Linked DNA regions of Mus musculus: region 2 is linked to region 1. Evidence: chromatin contacts called from public HiChIP or PLAC-seq data. All regions are on one chromosome and are shown on one strand. Each heading gives the region's core, a stretch centred on a gene start, on an enhancer-like site or on the middle of the called end of the contact. The rest is flanking DNA. Distances are from core to core; before and after follow the strand shown. Region 1 has its middle 26 kb from the start of Fgfr3. Region 2 has its middle 23 kb from the start of Nelfa.

Region 1 (3,604 bases), core at 804-3,303:
ATTCATTTGTACCCCATCTTCCCTGCTTGTGCCACTGCAGGAGCAGAAGCCTAAGCCTATTTTCCAGAACCAGCAATTGACACAAGCTTGGCACAGAGACCAGGGTACCAGGGCCTCTCTGTCAAAGGTGCTACAGGTTTTGTGTACTCTAAGTGTGGCCTTCTGTTTGCTCATAGTTCTTTTTTTGTTTGTTTGGTTTGTTTGTTGTTTAGTTGGTTGGATTTTTTTTTCCCCTGAGACAGGGTTTCTCTGTGTAGCCCTGGCTGTCCTGGAACTCACTTTGTAGACCAGGCTGGCCTCGAACTCAGAAATCTGCCTGTCTCTGCCTCCCAAGTGCTGGGATTAAAGGCGTGCACCATCACCGCCCGGCTTAGCTCATAGTTCTTAATTCACCTCTCTGGAGCCCCTTTCAGGCTGAAAAGTTTCTTGGAAAAATATGGTCCCTGGGCTTTGGGCCACTCTCCTAAGGAGCACAGACTATAGCATAAGCTGCTACTATAACTCAGGGTCAAGAGTATGGAGCCAGGAGAGAGTAGGAAACGACCAGGAGGGCTTCTGGGAGGAGGAGGCTCTTGGTTGAGTCTTCAGTGGTGAGAAGCTAGGGTTGGGTGGCTCTTAGATACACAGCACTGAGGTATTCTAGCCTGGTGAGGAGGTTAAGAGAAGCCGGCCCATGACAGGGACAGAATGGGATAGGGATAGAGTAGAGGGCACACTTGCCTCTCTAGCACAGGCCAGGGTACCAGCCAGAGTGGAGCAAGTTCTTACGCAGAGCTTAGAGTTCCACACTAAGAGGTGAGAAATCTCAGGTCTTAGCAGGCTAGTCCTGGACTCCAGTCTCCTGCCCTGTCTTAAGGCCCCTTCCTAAGGTGGCAGGCAGAACCCAGGTGGGCTGCAGGGGTGGGAACAGGTCACTAGAGGGCAGGGCCTGGGAGGTGGCTGTGCCCATGGGGCTCTTCCAGCCCCAGCTACCACCCAGGAGATGAAAGTCTCTGCCCCACAGTGCCCTTTGAAGGCTGTGGGAATGCCCGCAGGGCAGACTGTGCTGGGCACAGGGAGGGGAGCTACTGGGGCTGTGACCCATCTGAGATGCCAGAAGGCAGAGGAGGGCAGAAAGACCATCCTTCTTGACTCGGTTACAAAGGCAAACCCCATAACGCAGGCTTCCGTCTCCAAATCTCATAGGCTGATAGAGACCTTAGGAATGTGGCAATAGTTGGTCCTCTCCAGTTGTTGTCCTGAGTGACATGGACTTAAAGCTCAGCCAAAACCACAGGCCCAGAAGGCCCTAGAAGTCTCACCCTATTTACAGATCCACGGTGGAGCCCATACGTATACAACTGGCCAGTACGGAAACACGTCCCAGGCCAGGCTGCGCATATGGGGATGCTCTGGCCTGGGAACCATCTCCCTGCCCCTCACTTTGCCATGGCTTTGGGCCCATTGAGGGCTTGAACCCTGGCTGGCTCTAGGGATGGGGTGGGCGCGGGCTCCCGAAGACCTGAGGACAGGGGCGGGGCCTGTCGTTCCTGGGGTGGGGCCGGTATTGGAATGTTTGCGCTCAATGTTTGTCCTGCGGGGGAGGTGTGTGCACGAGGGGACGGGTGGGGGGGGCAAGGGGGCGGGTAGCAGGGGTGTTCAGGGCAACGAGGCCCAGCTGAGTCTACAGCTCGGTCAGCCAGGGTTAGACAGAGGGACCCTCAGCCGGGATGGGGAATTCCAGGGCCAGAGACCTGGACACAAAAGGGTTCTTCCTGCTGTCAGCCGACCACTTGTGGGCCCTGGCTGGGAGGCCTGCACACAGCCCACATGGACCTGCCCAACCCGCTCCGCTCCTGTTAGTCGCCCCCTCCCGGGGCTTCCCAGCCCGGCGCGGAGATTATGCAAATCCCCGGCGGCTCCTTAATTAAATCCCTAACGAGGCGCTGGGGCCGGGCCAGGGGCGGCGCTGAAAGCTGGGGTCACGCTCCGGAGGGGCCGCCGTCTGTGCTGCGAGGGGCCAGCGGCGGGCCAGGCCTGAGCGCAGCGCGCCGAGGGGTGGCCCAGTCCCAGTCCCGAGGCCTCGTGCGCGCACCGCTTCTCGCCGAGTCCCCGCGCATTGTACGGGGGCCGGTCCCCGGCAGGGAGGCCGTGGGCGGAGCGGTCGTCGGGGCCGGGGCCCCCCGCGCCCTGCACTCCCCTTTCAGCCGCCTGTTGTTGGGCCAACAGCTCGGGCCGCGGCCGCCTGAAAGGCCGGGATTAGCGAACATTAGCGGCCTTTGAGCGGCGCCCGGGGCGCCCCTTCCCGGCCACGCCCCACGCGGCCAACCCCTAGCCCCCTGGGACTCTGCGCTCGCGGCCGCTGGGGCGTGGCAGGCCTGGAGCTCCAGCCAACTCCACGACCTGGCCGCCCACCCGGCGGAGTAACTCTTAGGGGCACGCCATACATTGGGCATCCATAGCTGCTAGGGGGAGGTCGCAGCCCCTTGGCCTTCAGGTTGGGGTGGGGAGATGTGTGCTGCCCACCCGACCTCTGGCTTCCGATCTTCCTCACCCTGCGATGCACTGTTTCTGCCAGGCAGCCGGCTAGATTTTCCCGAGCTCCGCTCCAGGCACTGTCCCTTGCCCTTCTTTTCCTCCCGAGCAGCCTGGACTCAGGGATAGATGGGCATATTATCCCCACGTGCTCTATGTAACTCTGGTCTGGGACCTTTTGTCTCAGTCCTGGGGCTCTGAGCAGCTTCTGTTTCCTAATTAATGGGAGGGCACTTCCCTAGAGACAGAAATCAGGGGTACTTTTTTTTTCTGAGTGCTGTCTGTTTCCCCCGGACTTGGTGTGAAAAAGAGGTGTTCTTATGGTCGTTATCACTCACTTTTTACAAATGGGGAGTGCCAACATCACTGCCCAGCACACCAGGAGCAGGAATCACCAGGGGAGCGTCTGTCTCTTTCCTCACCTGGCCCAGCTAGCTCCCTGCAGCCACCTGTCTTTTGAGGAGTTGGGGCCTGGATCACCCTTACAGTGGTCCAGTAGCTTCCTCCTCAGGCTCCACCAGAGCTGGACCTCCTCTCCCTAATCCTCGGTGCTGGGAGTGGAGGCAGCCTGAAAGCCCACCTGCCTTTCCGGACCTGTTGAGCCACCCAGACTCATAGACATGGGCACACATGCCCCCACACGCACCCCACACACACCTGCAGCTCCGAGTGCCCCCGCCCCAGGAGAGTAAACATCTTCACCTGAGGAAGCAGTAGGCTCTGAGAGAAAAAATGTGGCCAAACCTGACCCAGGCAGGCCTGTAGAGAGCTGGCAGCCCCCACTTTTATACCAGCACAGAGTTAGGCTGGCCTCTCAAATTTGGTGGTTAAGACACTGACAGCCCCTCCACCTTCCTTCCACCCATGGGCTGGCACATTGGCACTAGGGCTGGGTAGATGGGCACCCTCCCTGTTCAGGGTAGGGCTTGCTGGTGGTGTGTGCACACAGAGGTGGATTGCTTCTAGTCCTGGAGAGCTTCTTGTGTACCATAGAGGGTCCCAAGGCCACCTTCTCATTTGCCCTGGAGTTTTATCAAGAAAAGCCAGGCTCAGTGTGTCAGTTTATTTAATGTAAATTTTGCTGTCTGTG
Region 2 (3,604 bases), core at 511-3,010, 260 kb after region 1:
AGGTTGGAACCTGTCCTTTCCAGGTGGCTCAGCTGCTGTTTTTTAAAGTGCTGAATCTACCAGGTTTTAGGTCTTGTAGGCAGTCCAGATGTCCAGAAATGAGCTCAAGGTAGACTGCAGAGTTAGATAAGAGCCAACATTACTCAAGAACTTGTGAAGTTGGTTCCCACCTGCTGAAAAAGTGTAGACTTAGATATTTCAAACCCTACTTTTTATAATGGTTCTTAAATGCTTTAACCTCCCATCTATCCCACCACCCACTGGAAGTGGTGGAAAAGAAAAGTTATTAGGATACAGGGGGAGTGGACCTGCTTGGAAAACATTCTTTGGAGCAAATCCAATCTGCATTGTCAGAAAATCAGCAGTTCAGGTCACAGAAATCAACTGCAGCAACTCAATCCACTAGCAAACACTTCACACATACACCAGCAGTCCAATACTGTCTGGGCAACAAATATGAATCAGCAGTGGTGGCAGGACTTAGCAGAAACAGCCAGGCCTCAGCCAAATCAGCACAAGTCAGCAGGAGTGACCAGGACCAGCAGGGGCACCAGGGGATGTTCTTTTCTGTGCCTCTCAACGAATTGAAGATCAGCAAAGCCAAAGAGTGAAGTGTTGCAAAGCTAACTATGCAAGCTTCCCGTCACTGCCCATTAAGTCCTAATTATATTCACTCCAAACATCATGTGCCCTCCCATGGGTCTGTCTTAGCAAAACACCACACGAGTCTGTATCAGCTGACATTCCTTTGTCAATTGTCTCCAGTACGAGGAAGTGGCAAAAAGCCACCAGAGCACCACCAGAAGGTTTTTGGTGCATTTCTCTCTATGGAGTCACAACAAACAGAGCTCAGCAATGCAATGTAAGGCGAACTAATACATGTGTGTCATTAGCAAGGAATCCTTCATCAGGAGTCTTTTTCACATGCCTTAGAAAAACATCCTTTCACCTGTATCTGCTTCATCAAAATGTTCTTTGACATAACTGACTTACCAAAGAAATCAGAAATTTCCACTTCAAAAAAAAGAGTAATATCCCTTATCTCTTGCAAAAGGGACAAATGGCTACCTGTGATTGCATATCAAAGCCCATGCTGGCTCTAGGCTTCTTCAGTATACAAGAAGTTGTTTTATACTTCAAAGCTGAGACAGAATCCTAGCCTTCTCACCTCCCCAGGATTCCCTCTTCCTAGATACCTGTTTGTTCTCGTTATAATAGCAAGGGTTTTACCCCCCCTATACTATTCTCCCTTCTCTCTCTTTCTCTCTCTCTCCCCCCCCCCACTTACTCTCTTTATCTTACTCTCACAGTATGCTCTGTTCTCTGTCTCTTGCTATCCTACAATCTCCAGCATTCTCTTCCACTTCCCCACTTCCTTTGCCCCCGGCCATGTCTAATCTGCTGGCCATATTCAGTCTACTTCTTACTCCCTCTGCTCTGGATTCTTCCAGATGTCTCTGGCTGTCCTCTCTCTCATGACTACAATAAAAATCTTTAATCATATCATGGAGTAGTTGTTGGCAATTTCTTTATTGTACCCACTCACATACAGCTGTGCCAGAGCCCGCTGACAAAAGTCGAATGGTCCCTGAGTGGGGACTGAGGATTAAAGAAGAAAATAAAGAAGACATGGAGCCAAGAGGCAGTTTCAGGAGGGCTGTCAGTGAATACTGCTGCCTGAAGTTTACTGAGTACAGCCCTTTTATACTCCACAGTGCTGTGGGGAGCAAAACTACAGAATAGCAGAAACAATTGCTGACATTTACACAGGATATCTCTTATCCAGGCCTCCCTGTTCCTTCTGCCAAGGTCAATAGAACGTTCAGCCCCTTGCCGTGAGCCTCACATTTCTGTCTTCCCAATGTTCATGTTTCAGCAGGCCAGGAGATCTGTCTGCTCGCAAAACATCCTGCCAGGCCAGCAAACCCTGACCTATCTTGTCTCTGGGTAGCAGGCGGACTTTTACTCAGGCAAGTGGCTCCTGACACATCTGTTGTTGACCACCAGGAAGGGTGCACAATAGGGGCCCAGTGCTCACAGGTAGCTCACCAGAGATAACTCACACAGACACAATCTATAGTCAATTGAAAGTCATTATTCTATCCAGCTAAGATTACACGCAGGTATTCTGGAACCTAAGTCTAGCCCTAAGTATCAAAAATTATACCTTGGCTTCTTACTAGGTAGCTGCAGAAGCAAGCAGTTTAACAGAAGCTAAGTTAAGCAGTTAGTTGGAGGGGTTTCCACACAAACAGGCAGTTTAACAGAAGCTAAAATAAGTTAGCTAGGACAACCTGACCTGAGTTCCTAGAATAGAATTGGGTAATTTTCCATCGTATTCTTCCTGAAGGAGATCAAATTCTAGTTAAATTTGAAAGCCTCTGCAAGAATACAAGATGGTGGAACCTCTTCTCTGTCTTACTCTGTTACATGGCCTTCTGCTGATTTGACTCTCCTAAGGTGTAAGTGTTACACTTACAGTTCTGTAGGGAAAGGCTTCCCTTACAGAAATTCTGCTCCAGGTGCTAGGAAAGTTTCCCCACTACAAGTATAACACCTCTGCATAGTCTGGGGAAAGATCCCCCAGCAGAAGTGGTACAGCTCTGCTCCAAGCATGATCCTGGCGGTAGGGAGCCAAGGAATACCACAAAGTCACACCACACAGCAAACTTCACACAAGAGATTTATTAGGAGGGGAAACCCAGGAAGGAGGCTGCCTCTGCTAGTGGCAGAAGCAGCAGAGAACTGGGCAGAATGCCGTGTTTATATAGGGTTTCTTGGGGTGCAGAGCTTTCCAAGATGGCCTGGGATTGGAAGGTTTGTGTGGCCTGAACATTGCAGCAAAGCTCAGAGATTAGTGAGATTTTTTTTCTTGTAGGTTGGAGCCTGGCCAATAGCCCACCTCAGGATTGGAACTGCTCTTACAAAAATTAGCCATTGCAGCTGTTAGGAAAGTCTTGGGGTGGGGTATGGCTCTTCTAATGGGAGCCAGGCCACTTTCCTGCCTTGAGAGTTTACAAAGTCTACAAAGTCTACAAAAGGAAAAGCTTTATTTACAAAGTTTACAATGTGAGTCCCTGCCACTTGAACTGGTGTGAAAAGCGAAGATAAAGTATGGATCACTCGTTTCTGCTGGCTCCTGCCACCCATCACATTCAACTTGAAACTTTAATGTCCACCTATTCAGCTACTTCTTTCCACCACCTGCTCTAACCACTGGTATCTCCTGGCCTACTTGGGTTCACCTTGGAGTTTCTGCCTGTCTTCTTGGGTTTCTGAAGTCTACAACTGCTACAAAAGTTATGCCTGTGGGTCACGCAGCTTCTCACCCTCCTGGACAATCATCGTCTTGGAAGGGAAGTCCTTCCTCTGTAATTTGGACTCTGACAAGACTCCTGGTCCACTTGGCTCGGGGACACCCCAGATTGAATTCTTGCCAAAGGGCACTCACCACTTTCTCTCTTACCCTTGCTTCCCCTCCCCATCTGCTACCCCTTTTCCTAAAGTCTCTCCCAGCTCCTCTTTGCTCTGCTGTTGGCTCTCTCCCTGTAAGTATTACAGCGCAGATGGAAACATATGCTGACAATGAGGAGCTAAGGAATTA

The links. HiChIP or PLAC-seq counts read pairs in DNA pulled down with a chosen protein or histone mark.
Region 2: an H3K27ac HiChIP or PLAC-seq map of extraembryonic endoderm stem cells shows a contact between it and region 1, with 2.1 times the contacts expected there. The contact joins two enhancer-like sites. A contact is called at or near these places in 17 of 484 Hi-C or Micro-C datasets (the C10 cell line, astrocytes, bone marrow-derived macrophages and 10 more) and 2 of 115 datasets of contacts at active chromatin or transcription factors (extraembryonic endoderm stem cells and pancreatic cancer cells).

Annotation. Positions count from the first base shown.
Region 1 is chr5:33,693,443-33,697,046 of GRCm38.p6, forward strand. No RefSeq gene overlaps it. Among named protein-coding and RNA genes, the nearest start is that of Fgfr3, 26 kb to the right of the region's middle. Within about 2 kb of position 2,054, at least 114 of the 459 cell types and tissues checked have an H3K27ac peak or open chromatin away from gene starts, as enhancers often do. A contact at or near this core is called in extraembryonic endoderm stem cells, where this site is marked.
Region 2 is chr5:33,957,776-33,961,379 of GRCm38.p6, forward strand. No RefSeq gene overlaps it. Among named protein-coding and RNA genes, the nearest start is that of Nelfa, 23 kb to the left of the region's middle. Within about 2 kb of position 1,761, at least 5 of the 459 cell types and tissues checked have an H3K27ac peak or open chromatin away from gene starts, as enhancers often do. A contact at or near this core is called in extraembryonic endoderm stem cells, where this site is marked.